Linked DNA regions of Zea mays: region 1 is linked to region 2. The links are chromatin contacts, called in public Hi-C maps. All regions are on one chromosome and are shown on one strand. The core of a region is the stretch at or near the end of the contact, and the rest is flanking DNA. Distances in the headings are between cores, read along the strand shown.

Region 1 (6,453 bases), core at 1,518-4,017, 410 kb before region 2:
CATCTTACACTTTCTTTGGCAGCTGCCATGGCAAGAACTCCAGCACCCATCTCGACCTCTTGCAAACCAACCACCACCAGCCCAACATCAAAAAATGCACCACCCAACCATGACCTTAGTGCTTCAGGAGAAGCTTTCTCTTGTGCAACATTCCAAGTCCCAACCAGTATTTTAAGGTTCTCTAGCCTTGTGTATAACAGTTCCCTGCTAGCCAACTCATAGCATAGAATATCATCTAGGGAGCTAGGGGAACTTAGAGGCCATCCTCGAATACCACCATGATGTGCCAAAGAAAAAATGTAAGAATCACTAATTGCCATGTCTATGACTGGGCAGCTATGACCAATCCATCCTGCCTGAAGGTTACCTTCGACATCGACAACTTGAATAGTGCCACTTGCATAGCCCACCCAAACCTTGTCTCCGAGTGTCTTTATGCATCGAACAGAAGAACTATGGTAATGAAATTCTCGCAGTCTATTCCCATTTCCATCCCAAACAATAATTGAACCATCTGTGCAACCAGACCAAATTGTCCCATTCATTGCTTGAGCCACTGCTTCAGTTCGCCGATTATCTTCGACAAATGTCCCTTTTGTTGCAACTCTGCGTACAGCATCAGCTGCGCCCATCAAGGCATTCCTAGATTTCTGAAAAAATGTGAAAGAACCTTGCGGCCTCTCCCTTTTTGTGGGTTTTACTTTAATCTCTTCCTCTATGAATTGTTCGGGCATTACTGGGGCCTCAGGACGAGCTAAGTCGACTTGTCCATCGATGCCAAATACTTTTAAAAGTTCCCTAGTCTTAGCATCCCTGTATAAAATGTATAAGAAAAATAAGAGCCAGGAACTTGAGTCAACTGTTAGATATATCTGTATTTATCAAAGTATACCAAAGAGCAAATGTCATGCTAGTTAGACTCCAAATTTTCGCTCGGCAGTTGTCTGCGAGCATGTGTTTCACATCAGCAGCAGGCAATGAGCACATGTTACCAATTGTAGCATGGTTTCTAAGGTCAATATAAGATTTTTCAACCAGCGAGGCAGCGTTATGACGTTCTCCTGATGTAAATGAGAGGGACTTAGCAATGGTGTCCCAAGGCCATGCCTTTATGGCACCGCCTTCTGATCCGGACCAAATTTCACCTGTTTCCAAGAGATTAAATGAAACAATAAATTTGGATAGCTTCTAGCCATTCTAAATCCAAATCTATGTTAGCACATAAACTATAAAACATCGGAGATGAATAAACTCGAACAATAAGGGTCTAGTGTTTCAGCCATTGGCAGATAGCAAAAGGAAAGCGTCCCAATGAAGCTGGGAGAATAGGTTTAGAACTTTTGATCGAGAGTACAGAGTTGTTGATCAAGAACCATATAGATTATGGTTAACATCACTGAATATCTCAGCAACAACAAGGAACGATTTGGATTTGCAAATTAGTTCTTAAGGATAATGATAGTTAGAGGTTCCACATGCTAAAATACTCAACATACATAGCTAAGATTTAACGGTGATGGTGGCATGATAATAATGTTCTAATTTGGGATTCAAAATTCTCGTCAGCGACGAGTCAATAACTATACTGATACTGACTACCGGAGGTCCCAGAACTTCATTGCTAAGCTACCACATTTCAGTCACGTGAAACCAACCAGTAAAACCGAACGTTCTGGATTCCCAATACTCTGCTAGAAGCAGCCAACAGAGTGCAAAACAACGAGATGATCGAGTAAGCAAAGCTTGTTACCGTACAACGTGACGACGATGGCGAGCACCGGCGTGCGACTGTACGCCTGCCACGAGAGGGCCTCCTTGAACATGGGCGCACTGCCGGCGGAGTATCCTCCGGCGGGCGCGGCGTGGTCCATGCGCCACGCCCTGATCCTGCCGTCCCTGTGCCCCGTCCACACCATCCCGTTAGCGCCGTCGACAGCGGCGCAGAGCGCGGGCGGGACCGGCACGGACTCTCTGAACGGCGCGGCCTCCTCGTCACCGCGGCGCCGCGGCCCGGCGCCCGGCCACCACCCACGGAACACCTCGTGGAGGCCCCACACTCGAACCCCGGACTCGGCGCCCGCCCACAGCTGCCGTCGCCGCGGGTCGCAGGCCAGCGTCCTCAGAAAGGCGCCCGCCTGTGTCTCCCGCAGCGGGTGGGGCCGCACCTCGAGCGGCGGCGGGCGCGCCGGGTGCATCGCCGCGCGGAGCGGCACGCGGAAGATGCCCTCGCCACCGCCGGCGCCGACGAACTCTGGCAGCGCGCCGTCCGCACCGCCGTACTGCGACATGGCCCGCTCGAGTGCCGCCGCCGGCGCCGACGCCGAGCCGCCTTCGATCCAGGCTGCGAAGGAGGCCGAGCGGGCGTGCGCCAGCTCTCCGTGGCGCTGCGGGAATGATGCGCAGCGCTGCGCCGAGGCGGAGGCGAAAGGGACGTCACAGTAGCTGAGCACGCGCGGCGCGGCGCGGCGGGTGCACGCGGGCGAGGAGGCAGGCTCCGTGTCGCGCGGCAGGTGCAAGTCGACGGCTTTCCGCTGCGCCGCTGGTTCGTCGTCCGGGTCCATGCCCCTGCGCGCGACGCGAGTTCCAGTCCGGCTTTGCAATTTTGGTAGCGATGAGAAGGCGGCGGGACTGCAGGAGGACTCGAAGAGAGCGCCGGAGATGTGTGGGAGAGTCGGGCGGGGTCGGGGAACGGAGGCCACCCGTTGCGGGAGCAGAAGGAAGCAGGGACAGAGGGGTGGTGAGGCAACAGACAACTCTTGTGAGTTGTGAGCGTGGATTGCTGGCATGTGGGTTTATATGGGTGGATGCCTCGTGGACCGGGACCACGGTGGCAGGGTGTAACACCCGGTTTTAAGGAACAAACCGAGTATATTTCATACATGCGCCAAAGAAGACAACATATATAATAACAGATTGTATAAAGATAAATATCACAATAATTAGAGTATTTATTACATAGCGCAAGTCTTACTAAATAAAAGATAAATATAAAACGAACTAAGAATCATTCTTGGCGCAAGTCAACTGGAAGACGCCACCTAGATCGAATCAAACTCCTCGTGGTGTGGCTCCTCTTGAACCACCTGTTCTTCTCCTGTGGGGGGTGTGAGACAGCAAGAATGAGCTCACACATGTTCATCACTCAACAAGTTGTGAGGAAATAATGTGGCATGAACTCACCAAATGTGAGAGTTCATGTAATGTGTAAGGCTGATTACCAATAGGGATTAAAGCTGAGCATTGCTTTTAATAAGTTGGTCAAAATTTTATTAGCAGTTACTAAATGTAAGTAAATACCAAACCTTAATAAAAGTAATAGAACAAAATTAATAAATAATCTCATGCAATGTAAATGACAAATTGAATTTAAGTTCCATAAATTAATCATGCGAGAGTCCCAAGTTGCTCATGACCGTGAGCTTGGCTAGTATACCAGTTTTACACTCTGCAGAGGTTGTACCATATACCCACAAGTCATGTTACCCATCTGCCAAGGGATCGCGACTCCCATACACCTCTACCAAGGAAGCGAGACAGGGCAACACTACGAAGCCTTTACAAAGTTCCACTAGCTTCCGAAAACCCGCTACAGTTTATGGGAAGAGCACTTGCAAGAATCCCCCGTCTGACCGCCATCGCAGCAAAATCAACCCGAAAACCTCCTTGCAACTCCTCTACTGCCCTTGCCTTTTTCGGGTAAGGTAGTCTTCCACTAGCTTTCCTAATTAGTCAGCCAAGGGCGTCCCATTCCACCCTTGTGGTGGCACGTGTTTCTCAAGTTAAGCTCCATGTTCCAATTAAAGATAACGATCTTGACATGAACATAAATAAAATAACAAAATAATTGGAACATGGATATAATGAAATATTAATCCCAAAACCATATAGAGCAATAACAAAACTACCCAATGATTCAGGGGTGAACAAGGTAAAAGATAAACAGACTAGGGTGACCTATTGGGTCCCATCAAAATTAAACCTATGCATTGAATAGTGATAATAAAGAACATTATTGGGTAATAAAAGTGGACAAGGGCACAACTTGCTTGGCACTTGAGATTCCAAATACCAGGGTGATTCTTCAGATCCTCGTAACCGCACTGCTAGTCGTAGCAATACAAACAGACATAGTATAAACAAAATTAACATCACACCAAACATAAGAACATACTACATAATAATGATCTACGCGTTGCTACGAGATCGCGGAAACGAGAACCACTAAAATCGGAGTTATGGCTAAGGAGTTATGAAGTTATGATTTTATAGAGGATTTATGTGATTAAAAATATTAAACTATATTATAAATTGGTTAACATAAATCGTATAAGAGGTTATTCTATAAATAATTATCTTAACTTTAATCTAAGTTATAAATTGACCATCGATCATAGTTTAGTAAATAATGATGAACACATTAACAAAACTAACCAACATAAGTTAAATAAAGATCTACTTATAAAAGAATGAGACATGGTATAATAAATGTTGTTATTGTATTGTAAATATTTATACGAAACTAACGCAACTGGAACGAGTCAATTCGGAATTAAAACGAAGGAGTTATGATTTTTTGAGGATTCTATGTGTTTTGTACAAGATTAAATAGAATATAAATTTTAATGTGACTTTCATGTCCAAACAGAGGTACTATATGATAAACAATAATTTTATAGACTTATAGAAATTGGAATGGACTCATTTGGATTTAATATGAATTTTCCATGAATTAAATGGTTTTCTGCAATTATTTTTAAACCAAAAATCAATTTCTAAACTCCTTTTCCCTATTTTCTTTAGTTTCTGGATTGCGCCACAATTTCTAGAAAAGTCAAGGGCTGACGCATAAGAAATCCTAAGACTCAGCCTAACCACGAGTTGTACTGCAGGTTTATTATGAAGAACCCTGAGGGCTCTTTAAGAAAAGTACCCAGCCGAAGGGGTATGAGTGATCGTGCGTCGTTGGATCCAAAACCTAGGGCTCAGATTCGATCTAGCCGTCGGTGCTCTGATGCGCTGCCCAGGACACGCGGATCCTAATCCAATGGTCAGAATAGACCACGGTTCCTAACCCTCCGATTGGGAATCTACGGCCAAGGTTTACCACGCGCGAAAGGGTACGCAACGATCAGATCAAGGCCGTTCAGAAGACATCCAACGGTCGCGCTTCTCTCCCCAAATCCACACGCAGGTGCGGCGGCGCCGTTCATCTCGCGGTGGCGCACTCGCCGCCACGGCGAGCGATGCCCAAATCGCCGCCCCATTTCCAATCTGGGTGAAGCTACTCGATCCCGGGACCACGATGATCTGTGTGGGGCCCTAATCACTACGTTCGACTACCGCGAGCACAGTGCCCACGGATTCCCACTCCCCGCGGCGGCGCCGTGAAGTCCGGTGAGAAACTCCACCTCACCGACGACCCTACCCTTCTAATTCACTGGTGCAACGTGTTGCAGATATCAAGGCAAGGGATACGACGGCGGATTACCTGTGAATCGATCAGAGGTGAGCCCTGACCGCGAGGGCAGGCGACACAGCAGCAGTGGCTGACCCCGGCGACGAATTCACGCGTCGCTAACCACCCACGCACGAAGTTGCGCAGTTGAACATGTTCTGCGCATGACACTTCTCCACCGAATCCGCGCTCTGAAGCTCAATGGTGACAGAGGAGTGGTCTCTACGGATGCGACTCTCACTATCTCCTTTCCGATCGGCGACGGAGGCTTCGGCCTACGACTACGGCACAAAAAGGGTCAACGAGTGGAGAGGAGGGGGCGCAGCTTATGTGGGAGGGGGAGCCGGGTAGAATCCGTCAACGGACGCCGGGATTCCCGGCGCGCTCCCGCCAGGAGCGGCGAAGTCGTTGGAGAAGACGACTGACACGCGGGTGAGCGACCAACGGGGCGGTCCCACAGGTAAGTGACCCGCAGCGAGGGGATAAGCCTAATCCGCGGGATTCACATGCCAGTGGTAGCACAGCGCGTAGATGACAACTCCGAGTGGGCCGCGCGGGATAGGAATGTAAGTGGGCTAAGGAGAGGGGAGAGGAAAAGGAAGTGGGCCTGGGCTGAATCCGTTTTAGTGTATTCTTTTCCTTTTTTTCCTGTTTTGTTTTCTTTTTATATTGAATTCCAAATTTTCAATCTGGAATTTGAATTCAATTTCACAACAGAATTTGTACTCCATTTTAAATATTTAGTTTGAACATTTCAATGGGGTGGATTTGATTATGGATTTGTTTTGTGCTCTATAGTATTTCTTCCTTCTCCTCAAACCCTAAAATTTCCTCTTCTACTTCAAAGTTCTCACTTCAAATTGAAACATATGTTTCGAACTTTAACTTTTCCAGTGTCAAAATTAATACTACTATGAATATAAACCTTACTGTTTATGATAATATATTTTTATTCTTTTCCTTATTATTTATTTATGGGAGAAATAAATGGTTTTATT
Region 2 (6,114 bases), core at 616-3,115:
TAGGCAGAAGCATAGGCTAATCAAAGTGACCGATTTTTTTGTATTTTAGCCATTTTTCGGAAAAAAATTCACGTTTAGATCTTAAAAAAATTTAATGTCATTTTTGGACCCTTTGCTCGGCGCCATAGCCTATGGCGCCGAAGTAACACAGCTCGGCGCCATAGGCTATGGCGCCGAGGTCGTGTTGTGTTGGCACAACACGGACGCGTGGCGTCGACGTGGAACCAAGCTCGGCGCCACAGATCTTGGCGCCGAGCTCGGTTGTGTTATTAAAATATTTGTTGCAGACATGAGCACAAAGCCCAGCTAGCCCACTTGGTAGAGCACAAGGCTTCTAACCTTGTAGTCGTGGGTTTAAGCCCCATATTTTGCATTTTTATTTGTTTTTCTTTTGTTTATGTTGCTGGTGTGTCCGCTCAAATTTATTTCTCGCCTAGATTTTTTTATCATTGTCACTACTCATTTTTTAAATAACTCATTAGGTATATTTTTTTTCTTGGGTTTTTTCGAAAAATGGCTAAAATATAAAAAAATCGGTCCACCCCACCACACGGCCTGTTTCACTTTATTTCACCGATTCTCTGCCGTCTCATGTGATGGCACTTCATTCCTTCCTTCATGCTGTTCTTTCTTCCTTTTTTCAAGAAAAAAAAGACGACCATATCGTCAATTGGTGCAAAAACCTACGTGGTGTTTGTTTCTGCAGAGAGACCTAGAGTTGTTTTTTTACCCCTGCCTAGCTTATTACTTGGTTTGTAAATACTTGTGTTATGTTGCAGGCGTCTGCATATGAAGCGGAGTTGAAAGAAATGGAGGGGCAGTCCAGGGAAGAGTATATTGGGTCCTTAAGGAGGTAGCTCTTGAATTTCATCACCCACCCCCCCTCCCCCAAAAAAAAAGTGTTTCACTTTATTTTTTAGGAATTAAAAAGTGCTATAATTGATTCCATGGAATTGTTTGAACAATAGCGAATCACACCCATGTGCTTAACCAAATAACCAGGTCCATGTGCTTTATTGCTTTGCGGGCTTTACTGCACAGTGCACACGTTTATTTTTGGAAGCTAGGAAATGAGTTCGTGCATGGACGCTTTTGTGCTGGCAGCAAAAGCCCCAAGACAAAAAAATATACCTAATGAGTTATTTAAAAAAATGAGTAGTGGCTAGATAAAAAAAATCTAGGCGAGAAATAAATTTGAACGGACACACCAGTGACATAAACAAAAAAAGAACAAATAAAAATGCAAACTGTGGGGCTTGTACCCACGACCACAAAGTTAGAAGTCTTGTGCTCCACCAAGTGGGCTAGACAGGCTTTGTGCTCATGTTTGCAACAAATATATTAATAACACAACCGAGCTCGGCGCCAAGATCTGTGGCGCCGAGCTCGGTTCCACGTCGACGCCACGCGTCCGTGTTGTGCCAACGCAACACGACCTCGGCGCCATAGCCTATGGCGCCGAGCTGTGTTACTTCGGCGCCATAGGCTATGACGCCGAGCAAAGGGTCCAAAAATGACATTAAAATTTTTTAAGATCTAAACGTGAATTTTTTTCCGAAAAATGGCTAAAATACAAAAAATTCGGTCAAAGTGACTGCCGGAATAGGAGCCGTCGATCGCATATTTGCATGCACAATTAATTCCCTTGCCACGCGCGCCTTGATTGCATGCATCTGCCCCATCTCCCTATCGCCTGAAATACCTGCTGGGCCTAATTACTAAGTTGGGTCGCGGCCCGACTGACATAGCAGACCAGCAGTAGCGTTAGCGTGATGCGGTATATCATTAGTCCCACCTCACCTATCCAATAGCACCAATGCACAAACTCTTCTATATAAAGAGACAGAGGGCGCTGGGATCAAGCATAAGGATCTGTCTTACTTATGCAGTCTAGTTTAATTAATTGAATTAATTTATTGTTATTTTTTGGTAAATTCCGAATCCTAAAATTCGGTATAAATTCTGATAATTGCTTCCGTTTTAGATTCGAAAAAGTATAATCTGTGGCGCCCAACGGTACTCATACTCAGCGCCCCCAGACCGCGAGGAGTTGTCGGCGGCGGCCACGAGTGGCGTGCATATTGCAGTGACGTCCCGAAGGATTCATCACTCCACAACCGTTGTGTCCGAGGCTTCGACAGCGGAGGCCGTAACGTGAGTATTCTCGCTGCTGTTCTTCTGCAGTCTAATTTAGATTCAGCCCTTGTTAGCTTGTGAATTGGTGTTCAACCTCACCTGACTTGTTAGGATGCAATCGGAAGCGCCGATATCGGACTATTGTGTTCTCCAGTTCGACCTCGAAGATTCGGAGACAAAGAACATCGCCATCGGGCACTCTATCAGCTACGATGATATCTCCTTAGGGGGACACCTCTGGGGGATTAACTGCTACCCTCGTGGGGATAGGGAAGAGGAAAAGGGCGAGTACTTTTCCTTATTCCTCTACCTTATTGGCGACTCAAAAGGCAAAGGCGTCAATGTCATCTTCCATGTTTTTTGTCTGGAAAGAGAAGGCGAAGCATCTGCCTTCTCCAGTTTCTCCGATGATAAGAGGCTAGCCAAAGTGTTCTCAAGTAAATGCCCCGAATACCCTGAAGGCCACCGAAGCCATGGGTGGCATAAGTTTATGAAGCGAAGCGTTCTTGAGTCATTCTTTATAGTAAATGGTAGGGTGACGCTTATATGTACCATCATGGTTCTGGGTGCCGGCACCATTCCAGTGCCACCCTCCAACATAAGTTCTGATCTTGGTTGTCTGCTCAAATCCAATGTCGGTACAGATGTTTCATTCATTCTTAAAGGCAAGATGATCCAGGCTCACCGTGCTGTTCTCGCTGCCCGCTCGCCAGTCTTCAAAGCTCAGCTATTTGGCAACATGGCCGACGCCACAGCGTCATCCATCACACTGCAGGACATGGAGCCAGCAACTTTTGAAGCTATGCTTGCCTTCATGTACACAGATGAGATGCCTGAAGATAACGAGCTTGGAGGCTCTCCCACTCAAATGGTGCAGCATCTGCTTGCTGCGGCTGACCGCTATGCATTGGACAGACTGAAACTGATGTGTGCTCGGAAGCTATGGGACATTATTTCGATGGATACATTTGCTTCTACTCTAGCCTGCGCCTATATGCACAGCTGTGCAGAGCTGAAGAGCAAGTGCATTGGCTTCTTTGCCGTGGAGAATAATTTCAAGAAGATAGTGTTCACAGCTGGTTTCATATGGTTGGTGCAGGAATTTCCCGATCTTGCTGATGAGCTGAAAGAGACAATTGGGATATAGTACAACATGCTGAAACCTCTACGTGTATATAGTCTACGTATTCAACCGTGGATTCACTGTGTGCCATTTTGGAACTATGTATGGTTGATCTTGTTACCATATTTCTTGAATTGCTGATCTTGTAGATTTCTAAGCATATAGGAATTAGGATAGGTAGTTTTGTGGACGAACTGAATGCCTGATCTTGGTACCATATTTCTTCAATTCCTGAATGAAGATGCTGCAAAGGATTACTGATATGGTTGGCAAGGTGGGTGGTAGTGGTACTGGCAGACAATTCAGGTGCAAAGCCACAGAGGATATGCTAAACTAGCAGACTAGTTCATTTTTTGGGTTTTATTTGTGTAAACATAACCTTAATCCCCTAGATAATATAAAGTGTATGTTGCGATTATAAAATACCTATGGTATCGCAATTTGTTGTAATTTGGTTTATTTTACCTTTGCTATTTGATTCATGGAACAATTGGATTTATACCATTAAAAGATCCAAACTTTAGATATATACCATGGACCCCACATGTCATTGACTCATGTGGACCCACATGTAAGTGAGATAGTAATGGTATGGATCCAAAGTGGTGATCTTTTAATGGTATGGATCCAAATTTCCCTTGATTCATTTGAGAACTGGAAGTCTGGAAGTAATGTCGCGTTGACATGCATTGGAGGCTTAGAAAACACCCTGTCTTGTGTATCAAGATGTATATTTAGACAGTGAGTTGGTAGTATGTATTTTACTCTTTGTGGCCTTGGTTTATGTGAAGCTCCTCTATTTATAGATGAAATTAGGTTTATGTGACGTTCCTCTATTTTATTTATAGATGAATTTAGGGTTTCAGGTAAAAATATATGTGAAGTGCCTTGATTGCCATATTCGAAGTGTTTGATCAAATAAAAACTCTCAAATACACAAATAAAATTGCAAAAAACTCGTTATCTTGGGTATTTAAGCTTGTCACTGTTGTAGAAAACTTAAAGATCTGATTGTTTGTGAGTATAAACTAGACAGATTTTTCGTCTCACCATAAATAAGTACATCCGACCTGCCTTAAGTGTAAGACCTAAAATTGGCAGAAAAAATATCATAAAATAATAAAATAAAGAAATAGATATATTTATAATAGTGTTCTAGAATTTTTGAAAGTCTTGGGAAAATTTACTATGACCTTTCCTAATAAAATAATAATGTTAATTTAGTAGCCACTAGATAAATAATGAGGAGAGGCAACCCTTGCTTATAATCTGTGGTGATACATCCTATTATAATGAGGTATCATAATTTAATTTTGATCTCAAAATTTTAAATTGAAAACATAAAAGAGAAAATGAGGAAAGAAATTGTGATTGAATCATTTATTACTAGAATTATATAAGGGGAAGGAGAATAAATACTAATACTGAAAATAGTAGCGTATATATTCATAATTGAATCATATTTGATACTGGGAAGTTGAACTTCAAAATAGGAAATTTGAATTTGAATTGAATATTGTAAACTTGAAATAAAGAAAATAAAAAAAACAAAGGGAAAAGAATAAACTAAAACGGATTCGGCCCAGCTCCACCCGTCTGCCTTGGCCTAATGGGCCAAATGCACATCCGCGCGGCCCATTTCTCTTTCCATCCCCTTTTTCTTCGGTCAGCCGCTTCCAGTGGGCCCGACTAGTCAGGTCTTCACACGCGCGCGGCCGTGATCCTCCTCTTCGCAGCGTCGACTCTGTCTAACCGGTGGGCCCGTCAGGTCGGTATTCTCTTCTCCGCAGGAATCGCGCACGTTTCTGTCCCCGTCCGCGTTACGCCATTGCCGGCGAGATTCCCGCAAGCCTGGGACCGAGCCTCCCCCTTGACTCGTGGCTCACACTGGTGGCTGGGGTCCTCTCCCTCGTTTCGCACCGTGCGCAATTGAATTCGCGGTGTCCGGGCGTCATTGCGGACCAATCCGCGTGGGGGAGGCGAGTCCACCGCATGCGCAACGGCCGCCGCGCGTTTTCCGCCGCCGCAATACTAGCTGGCCAACAACCCTCACGAGACCTCGCAACATCAACAAATCGGAGACCAGTTCTGAGGTATAAATCCTCGACGTCGTGTGACCTCTCGCCATCATCGCGGAGCTGCCGGGTCAACACCAATCAAACAGCGCACCTTCTGTTCATCTTCAGAGAGTTGGGGGATTGTGCCTTGTGTCAGCACCGTGCGGGGCGGGCTATCGCTGGCAGTGGAGGGCACCCGGGAGACCGAGAATTTCTCGACGTCGGTCGCCGCCGCCATTGATCCGCTCCTCGTCGTGCTCATGTGCGTCTGCGTCATCCACTGAGGTGAAAGCACATCCATGTAGTTTGCCTTTTCCTTCTCAACGTGTAGCACTGGTTATAATCGAATTTGGGGCACTAAACTACATTCCGCCGCGCGCCAGCCAGTGTCTGCCACCACCGCGTTTGGCCAGTGTTGGGGGCGGCTAAGATTAAAACATCCATACCCCTTTGGATGCTTTGAATCGGGACCGCTAGTTGTTAATCCTAGGGTTCAGGTTAGTTTCGTCCATGGCCATCCCTTGTCCGCTGATATGTGATCCGAGGGCCACAAGTGCAGATTGGTTCACTTTAAGTTAGGTTCAATCTGGGCCATCTAGATCAGATCGGGCGGCCCTGGATGGAGGATACCCCTTCGCGGTGTCTATTTTTCTAAAGAGCCCCTCCGTTTCTGGCATATGAACCCCCTGTATTTATCTGCTTTTATGCACTCGGTCCAGGGAATTGAGAATTTAGGAAATCGATTATAGAAATTGATTTTTAACTCAAGAATAATTCTAGAAACTTGTAAAATGCATA

The links. A called contact is a pair of places that touch in the nucleus more often than the background predicts.
Region 1: a Hi-C map of ear shows a contact between it and region 2, with 2.1 times the contacts expected there. The contact joins the promoter of LOC103653189 here to the promoter of LOC100278614 in region 2. A contact is called at or near these places in 5 of 25 Hi-C or Micro-C datasets (bundle sheath, ear, endosperm and 1 more).

The regions. Positions count from the first base shown.
Region 1 is chr4:44,951,584-44,958,036 of Zm-B73-REFERENCE-NAM-5.0, reverse strand. LOC103653189 (type I inositol polyphosphate 5-phosphatase 12) reads right to left here and starts at 2,767. Exons shown (of 11, transcript XM_008680148.3): 1 at 1,751-2,767; 2 at 893-1,145; 3 at 9-813. The coding sequence starts at 2,561.
Region 2 is chr4:44,541,901-44,548,014 of Zm-B73-REFERENCE-NAM-5.0, reverse strand. It overlaps LOC100278614, which reads left to right and starts at 1,865. Exons shown (of 2, transcript NM_001151836.2): 1 at 1,865-2,154; 2 at 2,248-3,404. The coding sequence starts at 2,249. The coding sequence ends at 3,283.